Linked DNA regions of Ovis aries: all the other regions are linked to region 3. A link is a contact called in public Hi-C data. All regions are on one chromosome and are shown on one strand. Each heading gives the region's core, a stretch centred on a gene start, on an enhancer-like site or on the middle of the called end of the contact. The rest is flanking DNA. Distances are from core to core; before and after follow the strand shown.

Region 1 (2,714 bases), core at 126-2,625, 45 kb before region 3:
CCTGTACCCAGCATCTCATCCTTTCCTCACTGTCTGGCTCCCTCCTTAAGAGTCAACACATACTACTCTCCACTTTCTCTCCCACCCCCTTTCCGTCCCCTTTCCATTCCAATATAGTCTGACCTCTGCCTCAAGCATCCACTGAAACTACTCTTGCTAACGACCTTTGTGGTTAGGTCAAATGGATCATTTCCAGAGCTGATCTTATCTGACCTCAGTGGTTTCTGGCGCCATAACTCTGGATTCCACGAAATGTTCTCTCCATCCTTCATGGGTCTAGCTCCTCTTGGTTTTTCTTCTGCATCTGGCTGTTATTTCTCAGCTTCCTTCTCAGCTCTGTTTCTCTCTCTGCCCCTAAGTGGGATTCTCCAGGGGTTTCATTTCTGCCTTTCTGACTCTCACATTCACTGGGTGAGCTCATTCCCTCCTTTGGCTTCAAGCACCACTATATGAACACTGTGGCTTCCACACATCGTCAACCCACACCCCTAACCGTGTTGTCTACTCTTCATCTCCACAGAAGTGTCCCACAGGCACCAAAAAACAACAGCAACATCACTGATCTCAACGGCATTCTCCCCAAACCTGCTTTTCCCGGACACCTCATTCAGTAAATGGTATCAGCTAAGCCCTCAGAAACCTAGGAGCCCTCCTAGATGGGCCACTCTCTTGGGCCCATATCCAGTCAGTCACAAAGCCCCATCAGTCCTGCCCTTTGCATCTTACCGCCACCCCCTGCATCACTGCTTTAGGGTCCATTACTCCTCCTGGATCATCATGAAACACGCATAGATACACAAACACATTCCAACATGAATCAAAGACAGATGCATAAAGCATGACCTGGTGTTTGATACCTCTTTCCCACTCTATATACCTCACGTCTCTTTATAGAAGAGTTTCCCAAATAGGGCAAAGCGTTGCTTGGTGGAATCTGGGCCTGTGCAAGCCCCGCCATACCAATCATTGCTTAGGTCCGCAAGTGCCCCTTGTTCCTCTGGACTAGAGCGCCAAACTTCCCTCTGCTCAAAAGCACCTGTGAAAGGTGGGGAGACCTGAAAATGGGATCATGGAGGTAGGCAGAAAACAGACCTCTCCCGTACCTGACTCAGTGTCCTCACCAGAGTTAAGTTACCACTTCCGGTCAGGCCGACAGAAGAGTGAGGTCGACCTTACTGGGTACCTGCGTAAGAAACCTCAGTACCTTGGAAGCCCGCGACTTTCCCAAGTAGGAATCATCTTTATCCAACGCAGGGTTCTGGAAAGGGTCTCGGGTGAGAGGCATGATAAAACACCGAGCGAGGCGCTTTTAAGAGGGATGAGAGACCCGCGCAGCCGCACACAACCTAGCACGCGGAGGAGCCCGGGTCCCAATTGTTTGGAACGCCCAATTTCAGTTGCCAGGCAACTGCTCGGCCTTCTGTGACTAAGGCGAATTCCCTCCGAGAAGGGCGCCACCTGGCGGTCTAACGCGGGAGGCCCCTCGGGAAGAAGCTACTGGGAACACAGAGGCGAAAGAGTCGCCGAGTGTACTCGGGAGCCCTGGATTTGCACTCGCGAGCCGTCGGTGAAAAACGCTAGCCTCCCATCTTACAGATCTTCTGCAAAAGACTTCAGTTTAGGAAAGAATTCATAAAAGATAGCCAGCCCTGAAATGTCCTTCTCCTGAAAGGATTTCTCAGAGCGATGACAGAAGAGTCCAGGTGTGTTTGGAAAATTGCCCAGCTAAGGCAAACTCTCCTTGCTTAAACTCGGCTTGACTATGTGAGTCCCATGGTTTCGCATAGGACTGGTTGTAAATTCACAAATGGGTTTGGTGTGGTGGAAATAAGACCTCCAGAAGCAGCTGTTACAGTAGGTAACAGTTAGGTAACAGCTGCCCGGGCCAGTCTTCCAGGCTATAATCCCTGGAGGAGAGACATCATAGCGGTCATTTTTCTGTTGCTTTTAACAAGATGCTTAATAAGTATATGTAGAACGCCACGTCTGCAAAATTAGTGATGCTCGTAGGTATCCGATGGCCCGAAATAATGAATTTGGTAGTGATGGCTTGGAGGTTGTTTCCACCGCGTTCTTTGCACGAGCCTTGTGCGCGCCTGCTGGGCCGGTTGCGGACCCTGGGCGCGTGCATTTTTGCGCCGCGCACACTAGCGGCGGCGGCTGCCATGGCGACCGGCAGGTGAGCGGCAGAGGAGCTCGTGGTCCCTGCCCCACCCGCGCGAAGGGAAAGAGGAGGCGGTTGCCAAGGCGACGTGGGTAGGAGGAGGATAAGAGAAAGGAGGGAGGAGGAAGGATGGGCGGCCTTGGCGTAGCCGCAGGGAGGTGACTGAAGCGAGCCCAGCCCCTTACATCCTGCCCCCTGTGAATCTCCCTCCCCTTTTTTTCCGCCTTCTGCCAGCAGTAGCTGCAGCCGCAGCACCTGAGCCGCTGCTGTCGCTCGCTCTGAACAACACTATGGCTGAGCCTGGCCACAGCCTCCATCCCTCTGCCAGAGGCAGGGGAAGAACTGAGCCGCGCACACTCCGGCTTCTGCGGCTGCTACTCTGGGCTGGGACCGCCTTCCAGGTGACTCAGGGAGCGGGACCGGAGCTTCACTCCTGCAAAGAGGTACTGTCCTCCCCGACCCGACCCCACTTAGGTCAAAAAAATCTTGGATCCCAGCGGAGATCTTGGCGACTTAGACACAGACAGTTTCAGAGGGCACGGAGTTTAGG
Region 2 (2,987 bases), core at 26-2,525, 42 kb after region 3:
GTCTTCAGTCATGTCTGACTCTTTGAGATACTATGGACTGTAGCCTGCAAGGCTCCTCTGCCCATGGGATTCTCCAGGCAAGAATACTGAAGTGGGTTGCCATACCCTCCTCCAGGGGATTGTCCAGACCCAGGGATGGAACCAGGATCTCTTACATCTCCTACATTGGCAGGTGGGTTCTTTACCACTAGCACCACCTGGGAAGCCCAGGTCAGAGTATGCCCATTCCCAAATCCTTCAAATAAAGCTCTTGTTATCAGGGAAATTTTTGGATAACTTTGGCTCCACTCATCAACCAGAATACTTCACTGTAAAGGCCTGAATGTTATAAAATTAAAATATGATGAAATCTGTGTTCTAGAAATTTTCACATAGATGCAAGACATGAATTCAATATCTTAAACTGCCTTCAAATCTCCTATTTTCCCCTTGGAAAAGTCTCTTCAAGTGTCTCTCTGAAAGACTTCAATCCCACTCCTCCTACCCCAAGATCTGAAGCGTTGCAAAAGAGACAGTTTGGTGGTACTCAATAATCAGATTAAGAAAGGTATCCTAACTCATGTAGGAGAGGAGGAATTTTGAATTGAAGTAATCTAGGGATTAAAACGTTTTGCCACTCTCTTGACTCAAGATGGAGAAAAGAGTAGAGGTTCAGAGAGAGGGTCCAGTCTTAGGACTTGTAAGTCTTAGAAGCTTGTAAGGTGGAAACTGGAATCTACTGGAGGCCCCAGCTTCCAAGCCAGTGATTATACTGACAGGCCTTGTCTTAGATATGCCCTTTAATACGGGGAGGAAACAGGCACTCATTGCTCTTCCATGGGACAATTAGAGCCCCTACAGAAGCAGGCAGGGCTGGAAAGAAAGCACTGAAGCTGCTGCTGCTAAGTCGCTTCAGTTGCATCCGACTCTGTGCGACCCCATAGGCGGCAGCCCACCAGGCTCCCCAGTCCCTGGGATTCTCCAGGCAAGAACACTGGAGTGGGCTGCCATTTCCTTCTCTAATGCATGAAAGTGAAAGTGAAATCGCTCAGTCCTGTCCGACTCTTAGCGACCCCATGGACTGCAGCCTACCAGGCTTCTCTGTAGGGGATTTTCCAGGCAAGAGTACTGGAGCTGAGTGCCACTGAAAGAAAGGACAGCAGCAGCTAAAACCCGCTCAAGAGCGGGACCTAAACACACCCCAGGGGGCCCACGCCCACCCAACCGCGGACCCGCTTCCGCTACAGCCGCTTCCGGTCCAGAGGTGGGGCGTCCCCACGCTTCCGCCGCGCCTACGCAAGAAGGGCGGATAAGTGCGCGGGTGCAGTGCGGCGGTCACAGGCTGACTGCTGTGGGACGAACCTCACTTCCCTTAGTGTTGACCCGGGGGAAGGAACGATGGTGCTGGATCTGGATTTGTTTCGGGTGGATAAAGGGGGGGACCCAGCGCTCATCCGAGAGTCGCAGGAGAAGCGCTTCAAGGACCCGGCACTGGTGGACCAGCTGGTGAATGCAGACAGCGAGTGGCGACGATGTAAGTACCGGGACATGCGGAGTAGCCCCGGACCCTATCCCCAACTTCATCTGTCGGCTCTCCTGAACTTCCACCCTTCGTTAAGACTCTCTCCCAGGTTGCGATGGCTCCGAAGCGCTCTCTGTCCCCCTCAAAACGCATCCGGCACCCTAAAGTCGGATTATTCCTCTTTCCCCCTCCGCCGGGCTGTGCCACCTCCCTTCTCGGTGGGCTGAGTGCCGATCGCTACTTCTGAGTCTAGGAAAGGAGCGTGGCGCAGGCGCATCAAGAGCTGTCAAGTCTTCCGGCTGCAAGGGTAGCCAGAGGAAAGCCTGGGTGGGAGGTTTGGAGAGTTCCCCTTTCCGAACACGTGTCTTTGGTCGCCTTCTGTCTTTTTCTCATCTTTAGCGAGGTCATAGTGATCTTTTTCTCTCTCGACAGAATCAAAGGTTTCAACCTGAGTCATATCTACAGCGCAGTAGGTTCACTCCGTCCATATTGAAAGCATTTTGGGACTGAGGAGGCCGCTCCTGGCTAAAAACAGTGATCCCGGAGCCTTGGGGAACTGAGCCTCCCCCTGAACTGTGGGCAAACCTTTAAGAACCGAGAATAATCTTCCTTGGTAGATCAGACATGGGCATAGGGATGTGGTGAAGCAAGGAAACGCTTTTAATTATTGAGGCTGTTTAGTTGTGATTTGTGGAAGTTTTCCGGGAAGGACATTGGTAGAGTTGGGCTAGAACCTGGAACTGGACCGGGCATCCTTCATGATGCTAAATAACACCGTAGAACCCTCTGCCTATCAATCTGCCTAGACTAGGCGGAGTAGTCACCAGTTGGCCGGATACTGTCAAACACGTGATTTACTCTGTCTGATGCAATAGGTCTGCAACCAGCTAGAGAGCCAGGTTTATGACAGCTCACTGCATAGGCGGTCACTGTCCAAAAATATGTTGGATTTCTGTTAGGAAAGTTGATTTTCCTACATTTTAGTGTCACCCGTGTAGGGAAGGAGTTGAAGGAAGAGTTGGTAATATAGGGTATTGGGTACCAGGAGAATATTAGTTTAGCTCAGGTATTCTACTGATTCTGGTGGTTTGTTTGACTGAAATCCCACCACCTGAATCCACATGTGAAGTTTTGAGTTGCAACTGAATTAAATGGGAGGGGGGGAAAAACTAGTTTGGACACTGTTTACTGAGTCAGATGTCAGAAGTATCAGATTTTATATCAGTCTAGCCATTGTAGCTCAGACTGTAAAGAATCTGCCTGCAGTGCAGGAGACCCAAGTTGGATCCCTGGAGAAGGAAATGGCAACCCACTCCAGTATTCTTGCCTGGAGAATCCCATGGACAGAGGACCCTGGCAGGCTACAGTCCATAGGGTCGCAAAGAGTTGAACGTGACTGAGCTACTAACACTACCACTAGCCATTGTCCAGTTGCGAATGATTTCAAATGTGTTACCTAATCTCTTGGGTATAATGTACAGGTCTG
Region 3 (2,877 bases), core at 366-2,865:
CTGACTTCCTCTTGGCTGTACCTCCAGGCTCCTTGACCTAGAGGTCATTCTTCACTGAGCATTTTCACGTGTAAGCTTCTGCTTATGAATCACCAGTCTGAAATTCTGCAGAGACCTAGCAGGACATGAGATCTGAGATCGTGCAAGCCCTGGTGGGCTGGCCTCCTGACTGTGACCTTGGCTCCTATTTCCTCACAGGTCCAAGTGGGTTCCACTGGGAGACTATATCGCCTCCAACACAGACGAGTGCACGGCCACGCTGATGTATGCCGTCAACCTGAAGCAGTCTGGCACTGTTAACTTTGAATACTACTACCCAGACTCCAGCATCATCTTCGAGTTTTTTGTAAGCCCCTGGCTGGGGGGCAGGGAGGTGGGGGGAGGTGGGAAGGTTGGAGGTAAAGACCCTGTAAGGCTCAGATGCACTTACAGAAATCACACACAGTCCTGCTTGGGAAATTTTCACAGTCATTTTTCCCTCTGGAGAGAACTGTGGTCAAAATGAGCTGAAGCTTCAAGAGTTAAAGAAAAGATGGAAGTCAGAGGACCCTGGTGGGGAACAGTACAGTCTGGGAGAGTCCTAGGTGCTTTCCCATGTTCGGGCATGAAAATAGCTCTGAGTTCTGCAAAATTTCTTTAGTGTCAATGTACTGACATCCTGTGTGTGTAACTAGCTCCTGCCCTACTTCAAGGCTCATGAGTTCTGAGCTGTCTTTCTCCCATAAGAGGGGCCCTGTGGAAGGCTGGTGCTTTGTGGGGTAAGACACTTGTTTCCTTAGAAAGCTAAGACTCTGATCTCAAATTCCTGCTGCCTCAGGTTCAGAATGACCAGTGCCAGCCCAATGCAGATGACTCGAGGTGGATGAAAACCACAGAGAAAGGATGGGAATTTCACAGTGTGAGTATCAGAGCAGCCTTCTCCCTAGAGACCCCAGAAAAGGGACCAAGGGCCTCTCCCTAGAGACCCCAGAAAAGGGACCAAGGACAAAGGCCTCTTCCTCCCAGTCTGGGCCTCCACCCTTCTCTCCTTGGAGGGCAGGAGCCTGACAACATGAGGATGCTGTAGTTTCTCTTCTCATGGGTTGGCATAATATGGATGTGAACTGACTCACTCCTCTGGCTTGACCCCAAGGACCAGAGCTCTGCAGGTTTAAAGGGCCCAGTTTCCTGGGGCTGGGCATGGATAAACAGAACCAGAGAAGAATAAGGAGGGAGATTCCGCCTTGCTGTTGTCAGTATCTTCAGGTCCCTTCGTTGATCTCACCGCAGAAATGTTCATGATATATGTGATTGAGGGTTCAAGGGAGAGGACATTGAGAGAGTTGGAGGAGGAGGCTTCGAAGGAGAGAGGAACTGAGCCAAGGGGGCAGAAGGGCAATGCTGAGGAGGCGGAGGGAGAGGAGCAGAACAGGAGCTGCCTTGCAGGCTGCAACAGGAGGGGTCCCCCCAGGAGGCTGATGCAATGGACCAGCAGCATCTGTCTCTGTGAGGGAACTCTTTCCTGTTTGTGGTTTTTAGGTCGAGCTAAATCGAGGCAACAACGTCCTCTACTGGAGAACCACAGCCTTCTCAGTGTGGTCCAAAGTGTCCAAGCCCGTGCTGGTGAGAAACATTGCCATAACAGGTACGGATTGTAGATGGTAGGATTGGGTCTGGGGTCTGATGCTGACTTCTGCAGGGAGGGTGGGGTTAGTCCCCACGGCCCTCAGTCTCCAGGCTCAATCCTTGCCCTTCTATGTTGTTCTTCCTCCCCAGGGGTGGCCTACACTTCAGAATGCTTCCCCTGCAAACCTGGCACGTACGCAGACCAGCAGGGCTCCTCTTCCTGCAAACTATGCCCAGCCAATTTTTATTCCAATAAGGGAGAAACTTCCTGCCACCAGTGTGACCCTGACAAATATTCAGGTGAGGGCAGGAAGAGTTTGGTGTTTCGGGCGCGTTGGGGGTTGGGGCGGGGGGAGTGGGGGCGTGCGGGGAGTGGGGTAGGGTGGAGTCGGGGGAGGTACCAACATATATACAGAGGTGAACAGGAAGTGGAGCCATCCTTTTGGCCAAGCTGAAGATGATTCTTCTAGAGCCCTTGCTTTCTGGGCCCTGGAAGAGCCTGGCTAATCCACCAATCACTCTTGAAATGAAATCATTCAATAAGTATTTATCAAGCCACTACTATCTGCCAGGCCTTATTCTGGGTGTTTGGAATACATCAGTAAACAAATTAGACAAGGATCCCTGTCTTCATGCTCTTCCCTGGTAGCTCAGTTAGTAAAGTATCTGCTTGCAATGCAGGAGACCTGGGTTCGATTCCTGGGTCAGGAAGAGCCTCTGGAGAAGGGAATGGCAGCCCACTCCAGTATTCTTGTGGAGAATTACATAGACAAGGAGCCTGGCAGGCTATAGTCCATGGGGTCTCAAAGAGTCGGACACAAATGAGCGACTAACATTTTCACTTTCTGTCTTCATAGAATTTACATCCTGGAATGTAAATGGAATAAGTAATAACTATAATAACTAAATAATAAATATGTAATAAAGTATATTGTATATTAGACAGCAAAAAGTGCAGGGTACCATAGCAAAAAGAAAAAGCAGCTCAGAATTAGAGGAATTAGAAAAGCTAGGGAAAGGGGTTGCGATTGTTTTTTGTTTTTTAATAAAACCTTAAATAAGATTATAAATATTCTATACAGTAGATAAAGAGGTATACATTTATGTTTTTAAATTTATAACAATCATTATCAGTTAATTTAGAAGAGCCAAGAGGTTGTATTGATGTGTAAAACATTTTGAAAGCAAGAAGCTATAATCTTTTATCCATTGAACTCAAAGCATCCACTGAATTTAAAGCAGGCCTTGTCAAAAAGTCCAGGGTTCCTTGGA

What was found. A called contact is a pair of places that touch in the nucleus more often than the background predicts.
Region 1: a Hi-C map of blood shows a contact between it and region 3, with 1.9 times the contacts expected there. The contact joins the promoter of CFAP276 here to the enhancer-like site in region 3. A contact is called at or near these places in 2 of 16 Hi-C or Micro-C datasets (both in blood).
Region 2: a Hi-C map of blood shows a contact between it and region 3, with 1.9 times the contacts expected there. The contact joins the promoter of SARS1 here to the enhancer-like site in region 3. A contact is called at or near these places in 4 of 16 Hi-C or Micro-C datasets (all in blood).

What each region holds. Positions count from the first base shown.
Region 1 is chr1:86,407,465-86,410,178 of ARS-UI_Ramb_v3.0, forward strand. CFAP276 (cilia and flagella associated protein 276) reads right to left here and starts at 1,376. Exons shown (of 6, transcript XM_027972593.2): 1 at 1,205-1,376; 2 at 878-1,036. The coding sequence starts at 967. It overlaps ELAPOR1 (endosome-lysosome associated apoptosis and autophagy regulator 1), which reads left to right and starts at 2,387. Exons shown (of 21, transcript XM_060412451.1): 1 at 2,387-2,607. The coding sequence starts at 2,455.
Region 2 is chr1:86,495,057-86,498,043 of ARS-UI_Ramb_v3.0, forward strand. It overlaps SARS1 (seryl-tRNA synthetase 1), which reads left to right and starts at 1,276. Exons shown (of 11, transcript XM_004002273.5): 1 at 1,276-1,513. The coding sequence starts at 1,378.
Region 3 is chr1:86,452,401-86,455,277 of ARS-UI_Ramb_v3.0, forward strand. It overlaps ELAPOR1 (endosome-lysosome associated apoptosis and autophagy regulator 1), which reads left to right. Exons shown (of 21, transcript XM_060412451.1): 4 at 199-346; 5 at 818-898; 6 at 1,519-1,624; 7 at 1,756-1,905. Among named protein-coding and RNA genes, the nearest start is that of SARS1, 42 kb to the right of the region's middle. Within about 2 kb of position 1,616, at least 6 of the 54 cell types and tissues checked have an H3K27ac peak or open chromatin away from gene starts, as enhancers often do.